2 separate regions of the Macaca mulatta genome follow, and region 2 is linked to region 1. A link is a contact called in public Hi-C data. All regions are on one chromosome and are shown on one strand. The core of a region is the stretch at or near the end of the contact, and the rest is flanking DNA. Distances in the headings are between cores, read along the strand shown.

Evidence for each region. Hi-C and Micro-C count contacts between places; a contact is called where the count stands out from the background.
Region 2: a Hi-C map of fetal cortex germinal zone shows a contact between it and region 1, with 4 times the contacts expected there. The contact joins the enhancer-like site here to the promoter of GMCL1 in region 1. A contact is called at or near these places in 5 of 14 Hi-C or Micro-C datasets (blood, cortical neurons, fetal cortex germinal zone and 2 more).

Annotation. Positions count from the first base shown.
Region 1 is chr13:54,921,145-54,928,770 of T2T-MMU8v2.0, forward strand. It overlaps GMCL1 (germ cell-less 1, spermatogenesis associated), which reads right to left and starts at 4,435. Exons shown (of 12, transcript XM_028832419.2): 1 at 3,948-4,435. The coding sequence starts at 4,207.
Region 2 is chr13:55,026,938-55,034,563 of T2T-MMU8v2.0, forward strand. No RefSeq gene overlaps it. Among named protein-coding and RNA genes, the nearest start is that of ANXA4, 21 kb to the left of the region's middle. Within about 2 kb of position 4,349, at least 8 of the 40 cell types and tissues checked have an H3K27ac peak or open chromatin away from gene starts, as enhancers often do. A contact at or near this core is called in fetal cortex germinal zone, where this site is marked.

The sequences.
Region 1 (7,626 bases), core at 3,185-5,684:
GGTGGAAGTTGGGCCTAACAGCTAAAACTTCTCATAAGGTGGTCTGTTGATGTGGGAGGGCACACCAGACAACCTCAGGAAGAATATACTAGGGCCAACACACAAAATTCAACATCTTAATGCTTTCTCTTTTAAATTTTTATTTATTTAGTTTTTGAGACAGGGTCTCACTCTGTTGCCCAGGCTGGAGCGCAGTGGCACAATCTTGGCTCACTACAACCTCTGCCTTCTGAGTTCAGGTAATTCTCCTGCCTCAGCCTCCCAAGTAGCTAGGAATACAGGTGCGCACCACCATGACTGGCTAATTTTTGTATTTTTTGGTAGAGGCGGGGTTTCACTGTGTTGGTCAGGCTGGTCTCAAACTCCTGGCCTAAAGTGATCTGCTTGCCTTGGTTTCCCAAAGTGCTGGGATTACAGGCGTGAGCCACCGCGCCTGGCCCATCTTAGTGTTTTCTTATACCCTGCATCCGTACTGGGCTGAATAATCCAAGCATCTTCTAGTAATATACACACACTAAACTCTGATATGCATTTTCTGATAAAGGTTTGCTTTAAAAACTTTCCATTCCAGTCTACTTATGTAGTCTAGGAGTTGGTACACTTTTTCTGTAAAGGTCTAGATAGTTAATATCTTTGGCCTTCTGGGCCAAAAGGCTTCCAAATAATTTTGTTGGCATCCTAGTAGGCAGTGTCCTGCTTGCCAGCCTCAGCCTACCACACCTGAGCAAACTTTTCCACCATCCAGTGGGCTACAGCCACACCTCCTTCAACATCATCTGAATCTTAGCTTGGTAAAGGGTTGGGGGCACCTATTTTCCAAATTTGTTCCTTCTGTGGCTATTCTGCCTCAGCCTTAGAAGTACTGACTACTCCATGTATTTTCTAGAGATCTCTTTACCTTAGCATTTTGTCCTCAGTAGTTAATTCTCTGTGCCTTGTTAATAATGTTTATATTAAATTTCCTGTATTCAAATTGCTGTGTGATTTCTCTCCTTCAAACGCACTGTGATGTATATTTCAAGAATTACATTAAATATAAGTGGTCTAACTACTAATTGAAAGGTTAGATTGTCCTGTTGGATAAAAGAAGCAAGACTCAACTATATGCTGTTTACATGATATACATTTTAAATATACACAGGTAAAAAGTGAAAGGAGAGAAAATGAGATATTCAGATATTTATCAAAAGAAAGTGGCTGATGGATACACTACAATCCCAGACTTCACCACTACTCGTTATATGCATGTAAGAAACCTGCACCTGTACCCACTAAATATAAATAAATAAATAAATACATGTATGTGGTAGTGGCTAAATTACTAGGGATAAAGAAGGATGAACATTTTGTTGTGATAAAGGGGCCAATTCATCAAGGAGACATATTTACTGCATGCTTACATGCTAGACATTGTGCATTTGTTTGTTCTCATATTTGTCAAAGCCTAAAAGGCAGGTATTTATATCTCCAATTTACATATAAGGAAAATAAGGCTATTAAGTGCAGAATACAGACAAGAAGTCAGAATTTTTTTTTTTTTTTTGAGATGGAGTGTCACTTTGTCACCCAGACTGGAGTGCAGTTGTGCCACCTCGGCTCACTGCAACCTCGCCTCCCAGGTTCAAGCCATTCTTCTGCCTCAGCGTACCAAGTAGCTGGGATTACAGGCGCCCGCCACCACGCCTGGTTAATTTTTATATTTTTAGTAGAGACAGAGTTTCGCCATGTTGGCCAGGCTGGTTTTGAACTCCTGACCTCAGGTGATCTGTCTGCCTCAGTCTCCCAAAGTGCTGGGATTATAGGCATGAGCCACTGCGCCTGGCCAAGAACTCAGAATTTGAACTCTTAAAACTATGCCACAGGTTGGCAACGGTGGCTCACACCTGTAATCCCAACACTTTGGGAGGTCAAGGCAAGAGGATCACTTGAACCCAGGAGTTCAAGGCCAGCCTGGGTGGGCAACAGAGTGAGACCTTGTTTCTACAAATAAAAAAATTAGCTGGGTGTGGTGGTGCATGCCTGTGGTCTCAGCTACACAGAAGGCTGAGGTGGGAGAATTGCCTGAGTCTGTGAGGTCGAGGTGGAGTGAGCCATGATCCCACCACTGCATTCCAGCCTGGGCGACAGAGCGAGACCCTGTCTCAAAAAAGAAAAAAAATTTTCCAAAAAAAAAAAACTATGCTACACTGACTCTTCAAAAAGGTTACAGGGTCAGGCATGGTGGCTCACACCTGTAATCTGAGCACTTTGGGAGGCTGAGGTGGGAGGGTCGCTTCAGCCCAGGTGTTTGAGACCACCCTGGGCAATATAGTGAGACCCCTGTCTCTTTAGAAAAAAACTCCAAAAATCAAATAAACAACAAAAAAAGTTACTGAATAGTATTCACAGTAGGGGTCCATTTTTGTAAATAAATAAAAATATTCATTAAAAAAGGTACAAAAGGTTTTATAAACCAAACTATTGAGTTTTTAATCTATGATTCCTTTTTTACAATATGCAACACTTGTATAGCAAAACCTTTTTGAATCTGCTCATAAAGTTTAATTTTACGCTGGGTGCGCAGTGGCTCACGCCTATAATTCCAGCACTTTGGGAGGATGAGGCCAGCAGATCACCTGAGGTTGGGAGTTTGAGACAAGCTTGGCCAACATGATGAAACCTGTCTCTACTAAAAATAGAAAACATTAGCCAGGCATGGTGGTGCGTGTCTGTAGTCCCAGCTACTCGGGAGGCTGAGGCACAAGAATCGCTTGAACCAGGAAGTGGAGGTTGCAGTGAGTTGAGATCGCACCACTGCACTCCGGCCTGGGTGACAGAGCAAGGCTCTGTCTGAAAAATAAAAAAAGAAAAAGAGGCCGGGCACGGTGGCTCAAGCCTGTAATCCCAGCACTTTAGGAGGCCGAGATGGGCGGATCCCGAGGTCAGGAGATCGAGACCATCCTGGCTAACACGGTGAAACCCCGTCTCTACTAAAAAATACAAAAAACTAGCCAGGCGAGGTGGCGGGTGCCTGTAGTCCCAGCTACTCGGGAGGCTGAGGCAGGAGAATGGCGTAAACCCGGGAGGTGGAGCTTGCAGTGAGCTGAGATCCGGCCACTGCACCCCAGCCTGGGCGACAGAGCAAGACTCCGTCTCAAAAAAAAAAAAAAAAAAAGAAAAAAAGAAAAAGAAATCATTAAAAAAATTTCATCTGTGACCCTACCAAATCACCTTTAAAAACAAAAGCAGAAAAACCAAATTGTTTGTGTAAGAATATATTCTACCCATAAACTACATTCCAATTCCAGGTCACAAGTCAATATTCCATCTTTCAACTCATCAAAAAAAAAAAAAAAAAAAAACAGTTAAGCAAGCTGCAGCAGCACCGCCCTACATACAGTACATCCACGGTCAACGACATCAACTGCTAGAAACTTGCACAAACTCTGTTCCTGGTTAGGAACAAATGTACACTATTGATAAACTTCACCTTTACGATTAACGAGAACTCCTGTGTGCAATTATTTCCCCTCCACTGAGTGGGCGACAGTAAGAGTGCCCATTTCAGAGATTACATTTAGTGTCTGTACTAAAGCAACCGGATGCAAAACAACTTAGTCTGCGGCTACCCACTTGAGAGGGCAAAGGTGGACTGGTAAGGCCAGCCAGCCGGGCGTCTCTAAGGTTTAACGAGACGCGAGCTCGGGCTTGGCGTTTCTCATCCTCATCTTGGGGCTGTAACAACACCCTGGAAGCGTCTGTGGTTAAAAATGCAGAACACCAGGCGTCTCCCAAGGCGCTCCCCCGTCCGCCCGGCATCGGGCCGGCTTCCACATTCACTTGTCAAGGGCACGACCCCTCTTCATAGGCTGGGGAGCGCTGCACCCCGCAAGCGCACCGGGCGCCGGCTCGGCCCCAGGCCCAACAGGTGCGGGTCCGGGTCCGCGCGAGTGCGTGCCCCCACGTACCTTCGAGGGGTGTTGAGGAGCCGCTGCTGCTCGTCCCCCTCCTCCTCATCCTCATCCGTCTCCGAGTCAGGGTGACAGTAGCAGAAGGCCCCGCTGCTCCGCTTGCGCTTGTGGCTGCCCGGACAGTAACAGAAGCCGTGGCCCGCCGCATCGTCTCCAGTGTCCGGCCTCCGGGCCGAGCCCCCCGCCCTGGCACCCTGCGCCTGCTGGGCAAGGGCTCGTCTAGGCTGGCGCAGCACCCGGCTGCTCAACGATCCCATGGGTCACGGCTCCCCGAGACTTCAGGGAGCCCAGAGAAGGGGGTCTCCCGCCATGGCCCGGCCGCCGCCGCCAGCCTTCCCCGAGCGCAGATGCCTACACCGCCACCTTCTCACGCGCAGCCCCAACCGTTGCAGCGGACGCTACAGCCTCCATCCTCCGCCCCGCCCGCAGCTTCTGGTCGCTCCGCGCGCTAGCACCGCAGAACCTCGCCCCCTCGCTTTCGTAACAAAGCGCGCGCCGGCGGGCGCATGCGTGTGGCGAGCCTCCGGAAGGGGCGGGGCAAGGCAGGCGTGCGTGCGTGGCAGGTGGAGCCTGCGCACAACGCGGCGTGCTCGTACGGGCGGGTGTTTTCGGGCTTGCGGTGGGGCTGGCTTCCAACTAACGTGAACTTAGGCGTAGACGCAGTGTTAAGCCGTAGTTCACACACGCCTTTGTAGTGGCAAGACTTGGAACTTCAGTCGCGCATTCTTTCTACAAAGGTGCCTTGAGCCCCCGGTGCTTATGGGCCTGTGCTAAGCAAGTGGCAAAACCCCGAAGCTATTTGGTCTCCTTGCGGGAGCTCGGCGCTTGCTGGGGCCGCGCTCTGCTTTGTTGGGCGTGGCCTCCTGTGAGAGGGGCCCTAGGATGAGGCGCTATGCTGGATTCCTGGGCTTCCTTAACTGGAGCCCTACCCTGCTGTAGACGTGAAAGGAACCCGTTAAGTTATGGGAACGTTCCCGGCACTCCTTTTCTTTCCTATCAAGTGCCAGTGGGATGTCCGAATAGGGTCTGGCACCATGACTGTCCGTACTCAAAAAAGTGCCTTCAGGAGGCCCTAGCAAAATTGACAAGTGTCTGCCTGGAGGAGCTGCTCTTGTGATGGACTCCGGACAGCGAGCGTTCACTCCCTGACTCCCTTCTGTTACTTTTTAAGTAAAATAATAAAAATATTTCTCCTGTGGACCCACCACTAGCTTGAAATTTTATCATACTTGGTTTCATTCTTTTTTTCCTCTCCGCTTTATTGAGGTGTAATCAATGATTCATTCTTTTTAAATAGAACAATACAGATAGGCAGAAGCCCCTGTGTACCTCCTCCATCTCATTCTGTCTCCCTCCCCAGTGGCAATCACTGTGCTGAGAATGTTGTATATTATTATGTCCATGTATGTCCTTATATGCGTACCCATATTTTCTTTTGCATGTTTAGACATATCATGGAACGGAATCATAGCTGTACCTCTCACTGTGCACCTTTCTCCTCTCAAAATTATACTCTCGAGATTTGTCCATTTGGTCAATTGCTAGATAATTTTCACTGCTCATTGAATGACTGAACCATATTTGTTTTTACATTCCTTAGTAAGAGGTTATTTCTTTTTTTTTTTTTTTTTGAGACGGAGTCTCGCTCTGTCGCCCAGGCTGGAGTGCAGTGGCGCGATCTCGGCTCACTGCAAGCTCCGCCTCCCGGGTTCACGCCATTCTCCTGCCTCAGCCTCCCGAGTAGCTGGGACTACAGGCGCCCACAACCGCGCCCGGCTAATTTTTTGTATTTTTAGTAGAGACGGGGTTTCACCGTGGTCTCGATCTCCTGACCTTGTGATCCGCCCGCCTCGGCCTCCCAAAGCGCTGGGATTACAGGCGTGAGCCACCGCGCCCGGCCGTGAGAGGTTATTTCTACTTTAACGGCCTTACAGAGCAGCAATGAACATCATGTGCAATGGATTCGCCAAGCCGATTCCCAGAAGTGAATTTGCTGGGAAATTTGCAACTTTGTTAGCTATTACTAAATTGCTCTCTGGGTTGATTGCATCAATGTACCAATTTAGACTCCCATCGGCAGTATACGTAGGGCCCCAGTGGACTAATGTCTGATTCATGTATGAGAAATCTGAACTGAGAGAGGCTAGCCGAGGCAGCTTGGGGTGGAGGTGGGAGGCAGAGAATGATGGCTGCAGAGGGATCAGCTTGCATACACAGAATTTGCCAGCACAAAGAACGTGCAGGTGTTTCCCATGGAGCAGATGTGGACCACCATGAGATAGCTGGGATGGGATCATCTTGGGTCCTGCCCAACAGGTCTGGGAGGAAAGCAATGAACTTCAGCACTGAGAACCTCAAAGAGTCACCAAATTCCTAGAGGCTGAAAAAGGAGTACACATTTGCCTTGCCAAAGGAACCGCAGGTGAGTAGCATGATGAGGTCGACAAAGGAACCCACAAGAATGCCCACAAGAATCAACTTCAGTCTGTCAGAGTCACGCAGGGCTGATCCTCTACCACTACAGCAATGACAGTCAGGTAACAACTTTCCTGCTCCCCTTAACTCTCTGCTCTGCTACAGCCCAGACATGGTAGGTTGGGGCAGGGGAAGAACGTGGAAGGAAACCTAGGTGGAAAAAGAAGAGAAACCCATGGTCACCCTTTCCCCAGAAACCAGCTTCCTACTGGCAGTAGGCCAGAAGTAAGTGAGGGAAGAAGCCTCAACTATAAATCAAGCTTGGAATTTTGACTGGATGTATTACTTACTAAAATGACACTGTTTTATGACCTTAAGGGACTACACAGTAGGGTGAACAGAAAAGTTATGACTCTATTCTCTATCTGAATCTACATCTAAAAGAACTAGGCCCGCTGAATGTCAGTGGACAGTGGGAGGGAAAAACAGTTACTTCATAATTATATCTCAAAGTCATGCTAATTCAATATGACAAACTTTCCTCCAGGGTGACTTTATCCTACCTTCTAGAAATCTTCTGGTGAATAAATGCTATTTGTTTTAAAATTTTGGCCAACCTATGTATCATTTAAACATAAAACTTCTACCAAAAAATTCACCATGCTTCCAAAGACAAAATAAAGCTGATTTGGAGATTCTGTGGTCTTCTGGGAAGGCATTGAAATGGCAGTATTATTTCCTGTAAGTAACTGGAGTGACTAAATATTCACATAAGTAGCTTCTACCAGTAGCTGTAGCTTTTATAATAAACAACACAAAACTAAAAAATTCTTATTATTCCACCCAACAAAATACAACGGATGTTATCAAATGAACAAAGAAGGCAAGTATTCTTACTATAAGAATATTAATGTCTTTTATACATTTATGATATTTTATATAAATGGTCTACTTAGAGCAGACAGCATCACTCATTTCCAGAGAATAAGTTCATATATTATTTTATGATACTGAGTAGTGTTTGGCATATGTGAACATTAGCCAGTAGGCACACATAAGACTAAATATGTGATTTTTTTTCTTATATTTTAATTCCTATAGAAACTGAGTAACACAAGTCCTTCAAAAATAGCTCCTTTCAGGGGTCGGGATGAAAAAACCTCAGAAGGTGAAAAGTGGATCAGAGAAAGACTATACCTCATTTTAAAAACACTCCCCTCCCCATCCCTTTAAGATTTGGTTTCTCGCTCTGTCACCCAGG
Region 2 (7,626 bases), core at 3,099-5,598, 110 kb after region 1:
GCTGAGTCACTTGAGGTGAGAAGATAGAGACCAGCCTGGCCAACTAAAAATGCAAAAATTAGCTCTACATGGTGGCTTGCAACTGTAGTCCCAGTTACTCGGGAAGCTGAGGCACGAGAATCGCTTGAACCTGGGCGGTGGAGGTTGCAGTGAGCTGAGATCATGCCACTGCACTCCAGCCTGGGCGACATAGCAGACTCCATCTCAAAAAAGAAAAATATTATTGAGAAAAATACAGAAGATCTGATGGAGGAAGATACTTATGATTCGATATTGTAAATATGTAATGCTCCCAAATTGATCTATAAGTTCAAATGATCCAGATCATCTCATCAAGGGTTTGAGTTACATATGTAGAAACTGACAAACTGATCCTAAAATTTAGACCAAAATGCAAACGGCCAAAAATAGCAAAGTCTATCTTGAAGAAAAAGATTAATGCCAGAGATGTAAAACTATCAAGACTCAATAATATGACACTTAAAGTCGGTGTAGTATTCATACAAAGATAAACAAAGAGACATGGAATGGAAGACAGAGGGCGGAAACAGACCCTCACCTCTATGGTCATCTGATTTATGACAAAGGTGGCAGTGTAGTGAGGAAAAGACAGACTTTTCTGTAAATGATGCTAGATCAATTGGATATCATATGAAAAAATAATGAATCTTGATACCTATTTAAATAAGAATGAATTACAGATAGATTGGCAATTCAAACATGAAAAGAAAAACAAATTTTTAGAAGAATACATAGGTTAATATCTTCATGACCTTGTGGTAGGTAAAGGTTTGATTTCTTAAACAGGACATAAAAAAGACTAACCATAAAGAAAAATAAATAAATTTATTTATATTAAACTTAAGAATTTCTCCTCATCAAGACATTAAGAGAGTAAACAAGACTTAGAGTAGGATAAGATATTTACAATATATGTATCAAAAAAGGGCTCATAGCAAGATCATATCGAGGAGCAATGAAGTAAAAGCACTATGGAGCAAAAGCATGAGAAGAAGAGGATATTTACATATTGCCTTATTATATATTTATTAACTACAAAAGAAATAATACGGTAACTGCACAGTGGAGACACAAGACAGATACCACCTTAACCAACTGATCCAAGCTAACTTTACCAGTGATAAAGTATATCAACATTATGTTCTTCCTGATATCATGAACTGAGAAGGATACGTTATTTCTTGCAAAGATGCATAACCTGAGGGTTTCCTTTAGACTAATACAAATTGAGTGCGTTTTACAAACTAACTGGCCAGTACTCTTCAAAAACGTTAATGTCATGAAGGACAGACTGAAGAGCTTCAGGTTAATGGAGACTTAAAGAGACATGACAAGTAAATACAATGCATAATGCTGGCTTGATTCCTGGTCCAGAAAAAGATATTAGCAAGCCAACCGATAAAATTTTAATAAGCTCCGAAGATAGATACAAATGTTAATTTCTTGATTTTGAGATTAACTACAGTTATGTAAGGTATCAAGATATCAAGACAGATGAAGGAAACATAAGATTTTTTGTATGCTTTTTGCTAAGGTCTAAAATTATCTCAAAATGAAAAGCTAAAAATAAAGAAAAAATTAAATTTTTGTAAAGTGCCTGTTCACATATTTTGCAGTAAATTGGTAAAAGACTTAAACAGCACTTTACAAAAGAGAATATCCAAATAGCCAATACAGCACATAAAAAAAAAAAAAGCTCAACTTGGTTAGTCTTCAGGGCAATGCAAATCAAAACCTGGTGAGATACTACTGCACACACCAGAATGTCCAAAATGAGAAAGACTAGTTATACCAAATGTTATCATATTGGAGCAACTGCTACTCTATACACTGCTGGTGGGGATTTAAACTGATAGAACCACACTGAGAAACAGTTTGGCAGCATCGATTTCGGCTGAACAAATGTGTATCCTATGACCCAGCAATGTGTAACCATGTTCATGAAAAGACATTTGCAAAGAATTTTATAGCAGCATTATTTGTAATAACCAATAACTGAAATAATTTACATATCCATCGATAGTGAAACAAGCCTAGGCACAGTGGCTCATGTCTGTAATCCCAGAACTTTTGGAGGCCAAGGTGGGAGGATTGCTTTAGCCCAGGAGTTCGAGGCCAGCCAGGGCAACATAGGGAGTGCCAGTGTCTAAAAAAATTAGCTGTGTGTGGTGGTGCACACCTGTAGTCCCAGCTACTCAGGAAGCTGAGGTGGGAGGATCACTTGAGCCCAGAAGTTCTAGGCTGCGGTGAGCCAGGATTGTGCCACTGTACTCCAGCCTGGGTGACAGAGCAAGACCCTGTATATATACACACACACACACACACATATACACATATATATACACATGTATATATATTTGCATGTGTGTGTGTGCAATGAATAGATTGTGGCATAGTCACATAATGGAATACAATACAGCAAGAGAAATATCAAACTACAAGTACACACCACAACATGATGCCTTTCTCAAAATATTGTGTGATGAAAGCCAGGCACACAACAGTACTTCTTGTTTTATTTTATTGATGGAAAATTCAAAAGCAGGTGCAATTCATCTATGGTTTTAAAAGTCAGGATAATGGTCACCCTTGGAGTGACTAGAAGGGTTTCTGGAGTTCTGATAATATTCTGTTTCTTGATCTAAGCACCGATTACATGGTTGTGTTCACTTTTTGCAAATTCATTGAGCTGTATGTTTCTCTGTATGTATGTTATGCTTCCATTAAAAGTTTATATTAAAGAAGTCAATCTTTTAGGATAAATCATTGCATTTTTCTAGCATAGTAATAAAGACACAGCTAGTATAAGCTGACAAATCAGTTAAGCTCCTGAGCTGAAGAATGCTTGGATTGGCCCTGTATTAGTCTGTTTTCACACACTATAAAGACCACCCAAGACTGGGTAATTTATAAAGAAAAGAGGTTTCATTGACTCACAGTTCTGAATGGCTGGGGAGGCCTTAGGAAACTTACAATTATGGCAGAAGGTGAAATGGAAGCAAGGTGTGTCTTACCTGTTGGCAGGAGAGAGTGAGGGAGGATGTGCCACTTTTAAACCATCAGATCATATGAACTCACACCACAGGGGAAACTGCCCCCATGATCCAGTTACCTCCAGGTCCCTCCCTCGACACCTGGGGATTACAATTCGAGACGAGATTTGGGTGGGGACACCCAAGAGCACCCAGAGCAAAACCATATCAGTCTCTTCAGGAAAAATTATTTTCAAAACACACAATTTATCTCACTGAATAGCTTTGATAATTTTCTCAGCTGCATCCTAACAACAGCATAGTGAAAAAAATGTCACAAGAACCAAATCATGAAGCAAGAACTAAACATATTTTACAGAATTCTGTGCATTTATATATGTGAAAGAAAAATTAATAAAATGCCAGGGAAAATGAGCTGGTTCTTAAAATGCCATTGTTTTCCTTAAAAATAAATGATCGCTTGATTTTTCTAGGAAAATACAAAACAGAGGCTGTGAGTGATCAAGAGTCGCATTTAGCCTCTTACTGTGCACATTAGCCTGAAGGCCACACACTCCGTTCACCCACTGTTTGCTCTTCTCTGAGCCTTGAGCCTCTTCAGCTCATAGGAATTGACTTTGAAGGTGGACAAGACCATGTACCAGTGTGATGGAAGTGTTCTGTGTCCTAACTGGGGCGGCGGCTACACTGGTATATATATTTATTAAACTCACTGAATCGTACACTTAAGGCACACGTTTAAATACACTTAAAGGCACACATTTGAAGTGTATGGTATATTTATTTGGGGCACCATTCATATATTTAAATATATATTTATATTTAAATAAATATACAATAAATATATAAATAAATATATCATATTTATATATAAATAAATAATTTTATATATTTATATATTTAAATATATGGTATATTTATTTGGGGCATCATTTAGATATAGTTAAATGTATAAATAATGCCTCAAAAAGATGCTAAAATGATTAACGCTAAATGATAGATATTAATATATATGTTAATACGTTATATCTTTGTAAATACCTATATGTCACCTTGAGTCAGAATTTATTAAATTGACATCCATTATATTATCAGTAAGACCTCCTGGCATTTCTCAGGTGGATGTCAGGAAGCTGAGCTCCGTGTGGTCTTGACCTGTGTCTCCCGGGTTTAAACATCGGCTGACTGCAGAAGTCAAAGGGAGAAGAAAAGGAGACAAGCTGTGCATGAACTTGACGAGTGCCGTGAAACTGTTATTCCACTCAATAAAATTTCTTGACGGGATGAGCAGGTATTTTCAAATCGCATAATGATGAAGCTGGGATCCGCTAAACGTTCCACACGGGCAGCCCCTGCAGCCCAGCTTCCTCCCTCAAATTCCATCATCAGGAAAGTGTTTCCAGTACCTAGGCAAGGACGCCATCTAGTGGCAAAAGAAGCAACCACAGGGCGAGAGCAGGGTGGCCGAAGGAGCTTTTTTCTTGCTCCAGCTTGTCTTTCTTTCTTTGCCTTTTTACAGAACTAAGGTCTGTCGGCAAAAGGTAATTCTCCTCCAGTGGACTGCCGGTGGTGGGTTAGTCACCCACCAAAGGGCATGAAAGGATCTTCTGAAAGATGCTTTGACACTGAAGAGAATTGAGGGGGCTCTTTAGAAGGGACAGAGTCAGACATGAACTCTCCCCTAGCCAGGACAGTAATGGTGACAGCTGGGGACACAGGGCTGCAATTAGCCGAAACAGCCTGACGAATTTGTACTAATTAGAAAAAGTCTTCTTTTAGATGGGTGGATGAAGCCCCCGGGTGCACGGCTTGGTAAATGGCATACTGGCTGTATTTCAGCGGACCTCCCTGCTTCTGCCAGGAACAGTGGACAACCTGCACGACCATGTGCTGCAGCCCTTAGGCAGCAATAGTACCTTCTCCTGGCACCTCATTTGCCCACAGCAAACACCAATTTCTAGGAGATGGGGCACAAGATGGGTACAGCCACCCTCAAATGGATCCTTAAGGTATTTGGATAGCCGTTGTTGCATATGGATATCCATATCTTTTCTTTTCTTTTTTCTTTTTCTTTTTCTTTTTTTTTTGAGATAGAGTTTCGCTCTTGTTGTCCGGGCTTGAGTGCAATGGTGCGATCTCCGCTCACTGCACCCTCCGCCTCCTGGGTTCAAGTGATTCTCCTGCCTCAGCCCCCCGAGGAGCTGGGATTACAGGCATGCGCCACTGCGCCCGGCTAATTTTGTGTATTTTTAGTAGAGATGGGGTTTCACCATGTTGGCCAGGCTGGTCTTGAACTACTGACCTCAGGTGATCCGCCCGCCTCGGCCTCCCAAAGTTCTGGGATTACAGGTGTGAGCCACCGTGCCCGGCCCCATTTCAACTGTTCAGAAGTGTTTAGTTTTCAGGCCTAGGTTTTGAAAGCCTCTTTCAGCTGAAACCGAATAAGAGTAGGAGCTTCTCATGTAGTGTCTTTAGGAAAATAGCGTCACAGGCTGGGTGCAGTGAGGGGTGCATGCCTGTAATCCCAGCACTTTGGGAGGCCAAGGTGAGAGGATGACTTGAGCCCAGGAGTTTGAGATCAGCCTGGGGAATATAGCAAGACCCTGTCTCTATTGGAAGAAAGAAAACAGAATAAAATAGCATCACACAGCTGTGTCATAGAAGACTGTAGTGTAGGATTGGACATCCAAAGTTATAGATAAAGAGCATAAGAAATTTTATATCATAAAATTTATGGATAGACAAAAGACGCATTGTAGAACTAAAGGAAAATGTTTGTTCATTTAGCAAATATTTCATAAGTCTCCTGGTTGGAGACATTGGGCTAGGAAGAGAGAACAATAGTGACTGGAACAAGAGTCCCTCTGCTTGCAGGGCAGAATCCCTGGTCGTCACCACATCCTGTGCCCTAGAAAATGCCTGCTCTCCTCCCCTAGTCCACAGTTCAAAAAGCTTGTCTTTTTTTGAAGCCTTCTGGAGTTGAGGAGTTTCTTCATATCACTTTGGAAAGCATCTTTTAGCACATCTTATTATAGTTACTGCGTATTTATTTAGTAGTTTTTACCTCCCCCTGAATCAGCTTTTGGTTTGTTGAATTTCTCTATTGTTTTTTTTTTGTTTGTTTGTTTTCTATTTCATTGGTATTTTCTTTATTATTTCCTTCATTTTATATATATATATATATATATATATTTTTTTTTTTTTTTTTTTTTTTTTTGAGGCAGAGTCTTCTGTCGCCCAGGCAGGAGTGCAGTGGCACGATTTTGGCTCACTGCAACCTATGCCTCCCAGGTTCAAGCGATTCTCCCGCCTCAGCCTCCCTAGTAGTTGGGACTACAGGAGCGTGCCACCACATCCGGCTAATTTTTTTTTTCTGTATTTTTAGTAGTGATGGGGTTTCACCGTGTTAGCCACGATGGTCTTGATCTTCCGACCTTGTGATCCGCCCACCTTGGCTCCCAAAGTGCTGGGATTACAGGCATGAGCCATCATGCCTGGCCTATTTCCTTCATTATACTTTCTTTAGGTTTACTCTTCATTCTTTTTCTAGTGTCTTTAGTTGAACTTTGACCCATTTATTTATGTTTGCTATTTTTTATTGTAGTTAAATACATATAACATAAAATTTGCCATTTTAAACATTTTGATGTGTATAAATTCAGTGGCATGAATTAAATTCACAATGTTGTGCAACTATCATCACTATTTCTAAAATTTTTCATCACCCCCAACGGAAAGTCTGTATCCATTAAGCAGTAAATTCCCATTCTTACCTCCCCCGAGACCCAGGTAACCTCTGATCTCCTTTCTGTCTCGATGAATCTGCCTGTTCCTGATATTTTATACAAGTAGAATCATATAATATTTGTCCTTTTGTGTCTGCCTTATTTCACTTAATGTAATGTTTTTAAGGCTCATTCATGTTGCAGCATGTGTCAGAGCTTTACTGCTTTATATGGCTGAATAATATTCCATCGAATATACATACCATATTCTTATCCATTCATCTGTTGACGGACACTAAGGGCGGTTTCCACTTTTTGGCTATGGTGAATAATGATGCCATGAACACTGACACGCAAGCATGAGTTTGAGTCTCTGTTTTAAATTCTTTTGAGTATATGCCTATAATTATGTCTTTACATCACTGCTACTTCCAATAGATCACAGACCTTTAAGGTTGGTCTCGTTTATTTTTACATCCCCAGGCTTAGCACAGGCCAAATACACAGTAGGAATGGGTGTGAGTTTGGTAAATAAATGAATAATGATAACAATATTTTACATCCGTGAATCACTTTGAAGTTTATAAAACACTGATCATATTTTTTTGTTTGATCTTCCCAATGACCCCTGTGAGGTACTTAGGAGAGTCTGATATTATTATTTCCATTTTATAGAAGAGGATAGCCAAGGTAAAAGCATCAGTGTAGAAGTCACTTGGGATTGAAATCTAAATCTTTCACCTTCTCGTTCAATTCCATTTTCATCCTAACTTGCTGTTTCTCCTGTTATTTCTTTTTTTTTTGAGACGGAGTCTCGCTCTGTCGCCCAGGCTGGAGTGCAGTGGCCGGATCTCGGGTTCACGCCATTCTCCTGCCTCAGTCTCCCG